Linked DNA regions of Mus musculus: region 1 is linked to region 2. A link is a contact called in public HiChIP or PLAC-seq data. All regions are on one chromosome and are shown on one strand. Each heading gives the region's core, a stretch centred on a gene start, on an enhancer-like site or on the middle of the called end of the contact. The rest is flanking DNA. Distances are from core to core; before and after follow the strand shown.

Evidence for each region. HiChIP or PLAC-seq counts read pairs in DNA pulled down with a chosen protein or histone mark.
Region 1: an H3K4me3 HiChIP or PLAC-seq map of embryonic limb bud shows a contact between it and region 2, with 4 times the contacts expected there. The contact joins two enhancer-like sites. A contact is called at or near these places in 10 of 39 promoter capture datasets (the 3T3-L1 cell line, the C10 cell line, cranial neural crest and 4 more), 2 of 484 Hi-C or Micro-C datasets (Sertoli cells and bone marrow-derived macrophages), 12 of 115 datasets of contacts at active chromatin or transcription factors (craniofacial prominence, embryonic basal ganglia, embryonic hindbrain and 7 more) and 3 of 9 other capture datasets (adipose tissue, embryonic stem cells and liver).

Annotation. Positions count from the first base shown.
Region 1 is chr6:52,775,230-52,781,809 of GRCm38.p6, forward strand. It overlaps Jazf1 (JAZF zinc finger 1), which reads right to left. Exons shown (of 5, transcript NM_173406.3): 4 at 2,306-2,475. Among named protein-coding and RNA genes, the nearest start is that of Gm52904, 20 kb to the right of the region's middle. Within about 2 kb of position 4,487, at least 7 of the 459 cell types and tissues checked have an H3K27ac peak or open chromatin away from gene starts, as enhancers often do. A contact at or near this core is called in embryonic limb bud, where this site is marked.
Region 2 is chr6:52,304,521-52,310,642 of GRCm38.p6, forward strand. Evx1os (even skipped homeotic gene 1, opposite strand) reads right to left here. Exons shown (of 4, transcript NR_038163.1): 4 at 3,869-6,122. Among named protein-coding and RNA genes, the nearest start is that of Evx1, 5.9 kb to the right of the region's middle. Within about 2 kb of position 1,546, at least 48 of the 459 cell types and tissues checked have an H3K27ac peak or open chromatin away from gene starts, as enhancers often do. A contact at or near this core is called in embryonic limb bud, where this site is marked.

The sequences.
Region 1 (6,580 bases), core at 3,237-5,736, 470 kb after region 2:
ACCTCCTGTCACTCCATGAGGGCTTCAAAGGAAACTGGATCCATCTGGGAGCCCCCCGCCTCTTGTGGGAATACCCCAAGAAGTGGAGTGGAGTGGAGCCCATGCTGGTCTGTCTGTCTGCTGTGGTCTCAGCAGAGACACCTGTGAAGAGCGACTCATCACAGGGGAACACTGAGCACTTAGACTTGCTTTTTTTCCATGGAAAGTTTTCCATGGAAGAGGCTGCAGTGAGCTGGGGTAGGGGGTGGGGCTCTGCTCTTGAGCTCCCTCCAAAGCAGAAGAGTGGAAGCTGCCCAGAGGGGAGGGAGGCGTCAGGGAGGCAGGAAGCACACAGGAGGGATTTGGACAGACACCACCAAAGCCACTGCCCACACAGCTGCCACCGCCAACAAAACATCCTGCCATGACAGGCCAGGGTGTCTGGGGTGCAGAGAGCCTGGTACCCCCTTCTCTAGGTACTACCCTTTTCTTGGTTCTGAGGTTATCCACCATGTCAGGGGCCTATGCACAGTGAAGGTGAGTGAATTCTCTCAGGACAGCTCTGCTGCTCTACAGCCACAGGGCAGCTCAGCATCTTGCTGGGAGGAGTGGCTAGGGGTGTCTCTGTGCTATGTCACCTGGCATTCTGAATCAGTAAGGGACACAGTTCCCTCACAGCCACTAGAGCCATCCGCTACTCAGTTCCTGCAGCACAGGGTCACTAAGTTTGCTCTTGGCCTTAACAGGAGAGAGCATTCAAAGCCCATGTGAACCCAGGCTTCGATAGAGGAAGAGGTTGCTAGAGACTCTTCAACAATTAAGGGAGGGGAAGAATGCTCCACCCTTCTGGCCCAGAGTGAAGGGTGGAGTTTGTGTTTTCTCCTCCTCTTTCTGAGGCCCCCCTCGATTCGAGTCCTTAGATCCCTCTTCAGTACGGCTGTTGTACAAGGCTCTGATCACACCGCAGGCACTGGAGAGGCGGCCACAGTTTGAAGAGCAGCTGATGTGGAGAGAATGGGTCCACCACAGGCAGAACACCGGTGACATACCCTGTCCAGCTGTTACTGTGACACTGAAACAGGAGGAAAACCTTCTGCAGTGAGAGCTGCCCTCGGGGGTGTTCTGGTCTATCTTGCCCTTTGGCTTACTGTGATGTTACCGTTAGAGGCTCCTCTTCTCTGTGCCTCTAAGCTTGGATATGGAAGCTGTACGCGTGTGTTCTGTGATGTGTGCTGACCTGGACTGGGCAGCCCTTGTAGAGTTGATAAGACTCACACCTCTGTCCTAGGGTTTGCATGTTTGTTTAACAAAGGCCATCTGGTCTACCAGTCCTGGCGCAGCAGCAGAGTGACGCCCTCGCCTTTGTGAAGTTGTTGGGGTTTCTGCTTTTCTAATAGAAAGATTAAAATACTAACAGTTGTTCAGAGACACATATTTAAGGAACAGCGTGAGATGCGCGCATGCTACCAACTTTCAAGCCTTTAAAACCTAGGCGGTCTGCACAGACGGTAAGCTGGTGCCCTCGTGTCCACCAGCCATGCTCCGGAGTTTTTCATTTCTACACAGTTGATTTTAAAGAGCTGCTAACACCTGTGGGGACTTCCTGCACACACTTCTCCTTGGCGCTTCTTTTATTGTTTTGTCCTTAGCAGTTTTCTCAGTAGAAAAGTTAGTACCACCAGCTACCCAAGTCACCTAGTGTTAGGACTGTTAGACACAGCAGGTGGACAGAGGAGATGCTGGCAAGAGGGAGAAATCAAAGCATTTTCTTTTCCTGGTCTTTTATGGGGAGGCGGGAGAGGGCAAGAACTGCCCAGCTGGAAGGTAAACACCCAACCCTGTTTTCCAGAAGGCTCTGTAAACCCAGCTGAGGCTTTTACAGGCCCAGCCACCTGGAAATCTATGCACTGAAAAAAAGTGTTTTGCAAATAAGTAGGTTGACACAGCCCTTGCTCTGTTTCTATGGTGTTGGATGGATCGGAGTCTCTCCTGCATGCTAATCACCATCTCTACCACGGATGCTCCAGCCCCTTCACTGGATATTCTGACAGGCATCAAAACCAGAGGCCGATTACCACAGAGCTCTTTGACTTTAGTCTCCCACGCAAGTCAGAGAAAGAGAAAGGCTGCCAATCACCCAGAACCCCAGCCAGTGCTCACCGGACGGCACTGGGTACATGTCCCTGAGGCTCTCGCTCTCATGAACATGGGCGATGAGTGTCTATCCCTGGCACACAGGCAGCTCTCTTTAGAATTGCAAAGGGCAGCTATTTTACAGTGCTTCTTTGCCAAGCAGTTACACTGAGTGAAGAGACCTTTCCTTTACCTTGTATCTCTTTTTACACCCTGGAACTGGGCAGGCGAAAGGCTTCTCTTCCCCTCCATTCATGCACATGGAGCTGAGGATTGCTTCAGAGCTGATGGCGCTCTCTGTGGTCCAGGACTCATCACTGTCTGACTCCTCATAGTCCACCTCTTCCTCATCATACTCGCTGCCTGTGGAGCAGAAGAGATGTACAAAGACTGTCAAAAGCTGCCCCCTCCCAACAGGCCGGCTGAAGGCTTAGCAATAGTGGCAGCCATTGGTGCACAAGCAGAGGGCATGCTAGACCCAGATGGCCTGCTGTTACTCCTAGGGAGGAAAAGACCAGGTTAGAAGCTTGCCAGCAATCCACAGCTAGGAACTAGTGAAGCAAGGATTTCGTTCTGGGATAAGATTATAGTTAGGACTGCCCATGGCTGCAAAGCGACCAGGAAGGCTCCAGGGGTCCAAGCACAAATAGACAACAATGACAGAGCCCTCTTAATACACATACAAGCTAGACTGGACACGGTGATGGGGAAAACTCTGTCCCTTGGTTTCCTGCTCTCCTAGTCTAGAAAACACAAACTGCTTCAAGCAGATTTTTAGGAGGGGCCAGACGTTGGATCTTTAGCTTACAGAGGCTACTGTGGAACTGCAGGCAGGCTACCCCAAGCCAGGAAGCAGGGAATGTCCAGAGCTCTGAGGTGCAGGTCTGGCTTCCTGGAGAGAAAACACTCGTTTCCCACCCACCTATCTCATCTGCCTTCCAGCCACACACTTCCCAACAGGCCTGACTCGTGGAATGACTACTCAGAGTGGAAGATGAATCCTTTATATTCCTAAAGATGAAAGGGGCTCTGCCCAGAGTTGAATTAAGAATCGGCTTTCCTGGTTCAGGACAGCTGGGGTGGAGAACCTCGTCAACAGTGGTCCTATTTTACTCTCTTTAATGAGGGAGGCCCAAAGCCATTTATTTTGCACTTTTGCACAATACAACCCTGAAGGACATAATTCTACAGATCATAAACAGTGTAAAATAATATGTTGACAAGTCCTAATGCATTTACAAGCCCCGTGGAATAAATAGGAATTATAGCACAACATTAATAAGAATTATATGGTAGCAATTACAGTTGTGAAATTCATCCCCCAGGTGTGAGGCTAAATTGCGCCAGGGGCCTGCCTAGGTGCTTCATTGGCTCGCTCTGCAACATCAATTATTTCAACACCAAATATTGGCACTTTTATTGGGTTTCATTTTAATAGGCATTAATAAGACTGTTTGAAGAGCAGTTGAGCCAGCAGCCAAGGACGCCATCATCTGAGGCTGAGCGTTGCAAAGGTCCAGGAAGGAGTGACTGTGTTTACTGAGTGCCCATGATGTTTCAGGTAAACCCTATGCCTCCTCTCACTCAGTCCTGGAGTGATGCTGAGGTAGAGAAGCAGCTGACCCCTGTGCAGGGTAAGATGTGTCTGCTCTATTAGCCATGGAGGGATGCCCGTTCCTTCGGCTGCATCCCGATAACCCTACAGCTTATGGGCTCCTCCTCAGGGTCCCTCTTCCTCCACATTTGCTGGGTCTTTACCACTTACTCTTTACCATTTAGCAGGCTTTTCTGTGTCTGCTAAGAACTTTTGGTGAGGGTGTGGGGTGGTAGAGGGTAAGGTGCAGAGAAAACATTTGCTTAAAATGAGGCTTTAGGATTAAAAGTGGGTTTTAGTCAACCCTGCTGTATATAACACCCGCCATCATCTAAAATAAAAGTAGAGCACGCTTGGTAATGCTTGCACCAGAGACTCCGCATCACTTGGCCACACAGCTTTCCCAGTCAGTCCCGAGCAAACCTCTAAAACCATTTGTAAGCAGGGTATTGCATAAGACATTTTGCTCTTAAACAGAGGCCACATGCTGGAGTTCTTTAAAATGCCAGTTTGAAAGCAGTAAATGTGATTTGGAAAGGTCCTTCAGCAGGATTTCAGAAAGTAAGAACAACTAATTTTCCCATCTAATTGGGCTAATTTGTTCACCTGAACATCAAGAACCACTCAGCATTTACAGCTTGGGGGAGGAGGTGGGAAACCCCTTAATGAAGCCCAGTAGAAGATAAAACTTTAAAACTAAACTGGATCAAAAGGGACCAGACCCTGAGGGGGTAGGAGCAGTGTTGCTGGAAACCACATGGGCCATAGGCAAAGCAGGCCGGCAGGGATGCCATACCGTGGGGTACAGGGCACGGTCTGAGTCAAAGGCAGTGCTAACATGAGTGGGGCACTGTGTCACAGGGCCCCAAGGGGACTGCATGAGACTTACTGCCTCCCTTGGCTGGGAGGTGATGTACAAGACAGACCTGTGTTTAGTTCTCTCCTAGAACAAAGCGCTGTCGAGCTGGCTCACATGTTGGCTTTTGTTAGCTGAGGGGTAGGGCACATGCTTTTTATTGTTCATGAAAGTGGTACAAATCTCTTTTTGCAAATATAATTTAAAGGTTAGAAGTATACTCAACAGCACCCCTGCATAGGAGGGCTGACATGTAGTAAGTACTCAAGTAAATGGATGGCAGTGTAAGAAACTCACTCATAATGTTACATATACATATTACATACACATATTGCACATACTTATTACATGCAACACTTTTAGAAAAGCCAGTTCAGAAGCTCAGTATGGTAGTTGTATGCCTTTAATCCTAGCATTCAGGAGACAGAGGCTGGCAGATCTCTGTGAGTTCAAGGCCAGCCTGGTCTACATAATGAATTCCAGGACAGTCAGAGCTACATAGTAAGAACCTGTCTCAAGACAAACAAATAAAAACAAACCACAACAAAGCCAGTTCAGGAACTAAGAAAGGGGGGAGGGAAAAGGGTGTGGGGACAGTGTGCTCAAACTCTGTTAGGCAGTGGGAATTGGGTCTGTTTGTTAGGCAGTGGGAATTGGGTCTGTTTGTTAGGCAGTGGGAATTGGGTCTGTTTGTTAGGCAGTGGGAATTGGGTCTGTTTGTTAGGCAGTGGGAATTGGGTCTGTTTGTTAGGCAGTGGGAATTGGATCTGTTTGTTAGGCAGTGGGAATTGGGTCTGTTAGGCAGTGGGAATTGGGTCTGTTTGTTAGGCAGTGAGAATTGGGTCTATTTGTTAGGCAGTGGGAACTGGGTCTGAAGAGTTGGACCTTGGTTGCGCATGCAGCATTTCCAGTTTGAGAGGTAAGCGGGGCTAGTAGAAAAAAGTGTCACACTCTGAGGGACAGCCTAGAAACTCAGGCACACTCTGTAGGAAAGCCTAGAAACTGTCACACTCTGAGGGACAGCACAGGAACTCTGTCACATTCTGTGGGACAGCCCAGAAACTCCCACAGGTGGTCTGAAAAAGTTTTTAAAGAAATTGGTTTTGTGACTCACATGAGAAAAATATTAAGGTGTTCCCCTAACACCTGTTACACACACACCTGTTCACAGCTGCCATTTGGGCAGACCCCATGTCACTGTCCACAAGCCCTGCTGTTTCTGTCACTTGTTCCCATGGGCCACAAGGGTCATCTCTACCCTTGTCCTTCCTCCTCCACTCTCTTCTCTCACTTCCCTGCACAGTCATTTATTGCTATAGAACGCCCTAGTCCTCCTTTGTAGTTCTAAATGCACTTGTGGCATCTGGATAAATAAGCTAGCCTTTCCAGAACACCCATATGCCATGTTTTAATTGCTTGGGTCATTAATATTCAAGCAGCAGTGGTAACAGCACACTCAGACCTTTCAGGTTCTGGCAGACATATCAGCCGGACGACTTTCTGCCCACCATGGGTCTACCATCAATTATCAAATCAGCGAATGCTTCACCAGTGCTGAGACAACAGTCCACAAATAAGCAAGCATCCAGAAACAGAATCTTTTGCTAGGTAGCCAGGATGGCTTTGAACTCATGCCTTCACTCCCTGAGTGCTGCTATTTTAGGCTTGCTCTACCACATTCAGGCAAGCTCTGATTTTTGTGTTTGCTCATTGGGTGGAAACATTTAAAGACTTATTTTTATTTTTGTGTATTTGTGTGTCTGTATGTGAGTGGGAGCAAGAGAGTATGATGCCCTCACAGGCCATAAGGGGTGTGAGACCCCCTGGCACTGGGGTTACAGGCAGTTCTGAGCCATCTGCTGTGTGCTTGGACCTGAACCTGGGTCCTCTGCAAGGGCAGGATGTAGCCATATCCCAGCCCTGGCTGTTAAGCTTTTGTGACAGAGTGTCAGTATGTAGCCCAGGCTAGCCTAGATCTCATTATGCAGAGCAGGCTGGCTTTGAACTCTCCACACTAG
Region 2 (6,122 bases), core at 296-2,795:
TCTCCAGCCCCTCATATGGAGAATGCTTTCAAACCTCTGACCTGCCTGCCTTCCTCTCCTGAGTGCTGGGATTGCATGCATGGGCTGCCACACCTAGTTTATGCCATGCTGGTAGTGAAACCTAGAACCTCACGCCTTCTAGGCATGCATCCTACCAGCTGAGCTGCATCCCCAGTGCCTTTAATTCCAGCACTCAGGAGGCAGAGGCAGAGGCAGAGGCAGAGGCAGAGGCAGAGGCAGAGGCAGAGGCAGAGGCAGAGGCAGAGGCAGAGGCAGAGGCAGAGGCAGAGGCAGAGGCAGAGGCAGAGGCAGAGGCAGAGGCAGAGGCAGAGGCAGAGGCAGAGGCAGAGGCAGAGGCAGAGGCAGAGGCAGAGGCAGAGGCAGAGGCAGAGGCAGAGGCAGAGGCAGAGGCAGAGGCAGAGGCAGAGGCAGAGGCAGAGGCAGAGGCAGAGGCAGAGGCAGAGGCAGAGGCAGAGGCAGAGGCAGAGGCAGAGGCAGAGGCAGAGGCAGAGGCAGAGGCAGAGGCAGAGGCAGAGGCAGAGGCAGAGGCAGAGGCAGAGGCAGAGGCAGAGGCAATCTCTGAGTTGGAGACCAGCCTAACCTAAAGTGAGTTCCAGGACAGTCAGGGCTACACAGAAACAAACAAACAAACAAACAACCACTTGTCTCCAAAAATGAAACACAAAACAAACAAATCAAAACAACAACAAAAGAGCTACTTAGAAGTGATAAAGAATAGAGATACTCAAATATGCATACGTGTGTATGTGTGTGCAACCTTTAAGGTACTCTTTTAGAAACCCATCTCAGGCAAAGGACCACAGACGTGATGAAATCTACAGAGCAGCACTTCTAATCTTGAATGTGCTTTGTAATCATTTGAGGGGCTTGTTGAAACATATTACTGAACCCAAGGCTAAGAATTTTTGATTCAGAAGATCCCAGAATGGAGTTCCCAGATGCTGTACAGACCACACTTCAAGACCACTGTCTAGGTGAATCTGAGAAGGGTTGCTTGTTGATCAATAGGCCTCAAAAAGTAAGGAAAGAGTTGTCCAAGACCTGTAGGCAAAGCAATATCCAGAGGCTCCACAGCCTGGGCTGGCTGAGTCTTATCAAGTGGAACAATGCACGCTGGGAACACGACTGGACTGAGTGGATATATTGGCTGACAAGTGAAAATTATAACGACTTCTATCCTATAACTGTATGCTTGCTACAGTTCTTACGGGGGTGGGGGGTATTTCTGCGTTGGTTCTCAAATGACTGGGGAGGAGGCAGGGTGGCATAAGAGAGATAGGTCCATTTTCCCACCTGTAGTTAATTACCAGTCTTTGGAACCGAGACTATGTGGGCGGAGACCTCGCATCCAGCTCTCCTGGAGTCTAACCCCAGGGCAGACGCACCAGGAGCGAGGCTCACTACCGTGCCATGATCAACCGACCTCTAGCTATGCAGGATTCACGTGCCTGTAGTGGCAGAACCCTGGCATTTGAGCCAGTGAGGATGCGACTTCCGCCTCTGGCGATCGGCAGTGGGGGGCGCACCAAGACAGCAGTTCGTGAGCGGTGCTTTGTCACCGCAGCAGCAAGGGGCGGAGGATACAGGACCGGGCTGCAAAGACCGGATGGGACGCCTGACTGGCTCTCAGCTTGAAAGGGACATTTAGGGGATTGTGCAGCTGCACCTGGTGCCGCTGTGATGGTGAACGGAAGGGATATAGACGCCATGACGAGTCAGCCGGGGCGCACAGTACTCTCCTAGCCCGCGGCGCTTGTTTTCTGAGCTGACATCACTTCCATGTCTCGCTCGCTGCCACAATCTGATCCACCCTGTGTCCCAAGGTCGCAGCACCAGCACACCCTCAGGGCCTGGGAGCGAGCAGTTTGTCTACAATGAGGCACCCTGCGGGTTAACTATTTTTTCCTGTACTTTCTGTATTCTCTGCTTAACAGCCGTAGCCGCAGCCACCCAGCCAATTCGGGAAGGGTGGCCCTTGTCCAGATCTTTCCATACCTGAAGCATCTGATTACCTGGATGTTGGGGAATGTGATGTGATACAGTTTCTGGTCCTTGAGAGCACAGGGAAAATGTCCTAATCTGGCCTTTGGAAGCTTCTTGACTTAAGTTAAAATCGTTCATTCACTTCTAGCTGCGTGCCTCTCAATCTGAGACCATTTTTCGTCTCAGAGACTGTGAAGCTCAATTAGCCTGGAGGTTGGTCAGTCTGGGTTGGGAGTGGACACTATGAAAGTCAGCTTCCACAAATCTCCAAACCAAACCAAAGAGAGGTTTGGCTGCACAGACCAGTTAGACTTGCTGTTCCAGGCCGACTACGGAGTGCAGGGGCATTTTTCCCACCCAGTTATCACTGGTGCTGGATGTCTGGCTCCATGCATCTCCTATCTGGGACAAAGGACTGGGAAAGAGGAACCGGGTGTTGACATCTTCCTAGGCTGGGGATCCAGAGAAGACAGAGACCAGCACTCAAAGGGTTTGGTTAGGGTCAATTCAGATTCCTTGTAGACTCCTTAGTCTGATATTACAGTGGGTCTCCCTCTTATTACCATCAGTGAATGGGGTGAACAGGGCAAGGACACTGTATGAGAAAGTTAGAGCTGACTCAAGTCCTTCAGCTCATGGAAAGGCTTGCCTTTGGAGAAAATTGTAAAAAGCAGAGCAAGCACTGGTATAGGGGTACATGCAGAGAGAAGCAGGAGACTCATCCAGTTGGGGCCAGTCTGAACTCTATGGCTGGAACTCCTATCAGCCTAGGCTACACAGCCAGACTCTTCTCTCACCCTCCCACCCCAATGTTAAGTGCAAAGCAATAGATATGGGTTATGTCCCAGTGGCAAAGTGCCTGATTAGCATGTGTAGAGCCCCAGGTTCTAGCTGCAGAATCAGACTAAAACCCAAGCCAACAAGAACAGAGAGAACCCCTCCCTGAGGCTGGGAAAGGAACTCCTGCTGTAATATAGGGAGGTAGTAATAGCCAGCAGGCAGCTCTTGTCTTTATTCAAAAGATGATCAACCCAAGTCAAACCCTGCCTTTTAGGGAAGCTCCAGCCAGACCAGCTATCTCTGATGCAGGGCCAGAACCTGGAGGTTTCCAGTGGAGGATGTGTGCAGGCCAAGTCACATGTATAAGCAAGCCTGGCCAGCCACTTAGGTTTTGTCCTTTGGGCCACACAACAATCAGGACAGCTTTGTGGAGGAAGCTGCTATGTAGTGAGAGGAAAACCAACCAAACAACAACAAAACAGCAACAACAACCTCCTCAGGTAAACATACATTCCTAAAAGTGAATTAGGCCATTTTTTCTTGGACTATGGTGGCTCTAAAGGGCTGATGCAGGGAAAGAAATTCTGGAAACTGGAGGACCTCTGTGGATTTTTCTAGAAAAGGGAGATAGCCAGATATCTAAGGGGATAGAATGTTTAAGAGGTAGCAGGGCAGTGGTGGCGCACACCTTTAATCCCAGCACTTGGGAGGCAGAGGCAGGCGGATTTCTGAGTTCGAGGCCAGCCTGCTCTATACAGTGAGTTCCAGGACAGCCAGGGCTACTAAGAGAAACCCTGACCAAAAAAAAAAAAAAAAAAAAAAAAAAGAAGAAGAAGAAGAGGAAGAGGAGGAGGAAGAAGATGATTTTCTAAGAGATTAAGAGTGTCAAGAGTAGTTGGTTGGGTGTGGTGAACGGCCTATAAATCCTAGCACCCTGGGAGGCTGAGTCAGGATGGCACCTGTGACTTGGTGCTAGGCTGGTAGATTTCAGGTTGCCCTGTGTGATTGGTCTTACCTCTTAAAAACATAGATGCGTGGCCCTGGGAAACCTAGGTCTTTCTTAGAAAAGCACTCAGGGTTGATTGCCATGGAATGAGCCGGTGCTTTAAGGTCCAAAGTAAGTAATTATATTGACATTTGGTTCTGAACGAAGATCAGAGGTTTTACTTTCAGGTACCAGTGGCCTGCACATGACCACATGGGTTGGGGTTTTGTTGTTGTTGTTTTTTTCTTCTACAGTCCCTTGTACAGTCCTCACCCAGCTGCTGGCCTCTATCCTGTAGAAGGAGTATTTCCAAGTGGTTTGCAGCCTTTTCTCCCTCACCTGCAGGTCCAAGGGGAGTACCCAGAGTCCCAGGAATTGTCCCCTCTTCTATGAGTGAGGTGGGAGCAAAAGGACCCTGTTGAAAAGCCCAAGCTGGCTTCTTAGTCCAAGCCTAGTACCTCATGGTAGCCAGGCAAGCATTCTACCACACAGCCCAGCTTCCAAGAGCTGCTCTGAGAGTTGTCTTTATGGCGGGGAGGGCTGGGAGTAGGGTGGGCAGAATCCTCTTACTCATGCATGTATTTCTCCTCATTTCGTCTTCTCAGCTGCAAGCCAGGGATAATTCATATACCTACCCCCAACCCAAGTCTGCAGACGTTGGAAAACACAAATGCATAAAATGGTGCTGCTCTTACACTGTGGCTGCTCTTACCACAGGACTCTTTGTCCTCCTTGGAAAGGATCTATGTTGGGGAGTATTGGCATCAATGTGGCCAGGGGCCTTTTCTCCAGAGGAGTGTGCTCTTGAGGGTAGGGAGGACCTGCTGAGGGCACAGACCTATCTAGATTCCAGAAAGGCTATGGGGTGTTATCTCAACATGATAGCAGAAGAGATTCCCCCAAGGACAGGAAGGAAGATGACTCAGGAGGAGGATCCTAGGTCTGACACTCAGCCTTGCCATGGCCACTTGTTAGGACTACTGGTCACCCTACAACTGAGGGAGAAAAGCCTTGCAGGCTATTAAAACCCGTAAAGAACTCTTATGTAGCTGAAAGAGACGTAGATGTCAACTAGCCTTGTAATAATAGCAAGTATCAGAATGGTAATGATGAAAGAGGCTGTGATACTTCTGTTAGGGCAAGGCGGGAGGGAGCTAGCTATGGTTTGTACCATGAAGACATTGAAGAACTCCCTTGAATGGGAGGGAACAAACTACACTGGGCTCATCCAGGCCTTGTCCAAAGGGACAGAGTTAGCCTCAGGTGAGAAGAGCCTGGGGTGTCAGTCCTATGGTGGGTCTGTTCCCCACTGCTGTCAGTATTCACAGTGAGCTGGGGGTGGGGGTGGGGAGATGGGCTTCTAGACTGCAGAGACAGAACAGGGGCAGGAAGCCACTAGACGCTGGTTTTCAGTAGACTAAGCAAACAGATCCAGAGGAAGAATAGGCAGGACTGGATACCTTTGGGGTTCTGAGAAGTATCAGGCATTGGGGGCCATGAAGCACCCCATTTCTTGCCTCAGATACCTGTGCCCTTTACATCAGGAGGCCCAGAGGCTGAGCACTTCTCCTAACTGCGTTTGCGAAGACTCCAGCTCAACCTTCTGAAGAGGAGAACTGTTCTCTGTTGCCCACTGCGCGGAACACTGCCTCCAGGGGAAGGGAATCCGTCCAGATTATTTGATCTCTGGACTCCTGGAAGCCTGAACCTCTGGAGTTTGGCTTTCAGTAAACCTTTTCTCGCGGGCGGGGGATGTTCCCCCAAGGGGCGCACCACTCAGTGAGTCTGGGCTCAAAAAGAGGCCTGGACAGCTGTATTGGGAGAAGTGGAGCTGACTGATAGATACTCCCACTGCCAACCCCTCTAGCTGCGAAGACCCAGAGTCACAGAAACTTTGCGGAAATAATCCCTGTCACAACCTGAAAGGTCACAGAGGACCAGGGGACAGTATCTACGACAGCTGGGAGACTCTTACTATTTAGAAGGATGCTCTCTTTGTTCTTACATTTGACGAAAGAAAAGTTCATTTCTTTTTCTTTCCCTAGACGACGCATTCACCCCTTCTCCCCGGGAGAAAGCAGGTCCCTGGACTTTCACCCTTGCCTTTCAGCCAGCCATGTGCAAAGGTGCTCTGGACCGCTCAGGACCACTGCCGACCACGCCCCACGGGCCTCGGGTCACTTAGACAGCTCCCACAACCGCAGCCGCCTCTCTCCCAAGCCGGATTTTCTTGCGAAGCGAAGCTGTTTCCGTGGGGATCCACATTCGGTGGCCCAAGCAAAGGTTTAGATTCCATTTAAAACGACTGGCGCGACTTATCTCCCCTTGGCTCCCTAGGATTCTCAGCCACCCT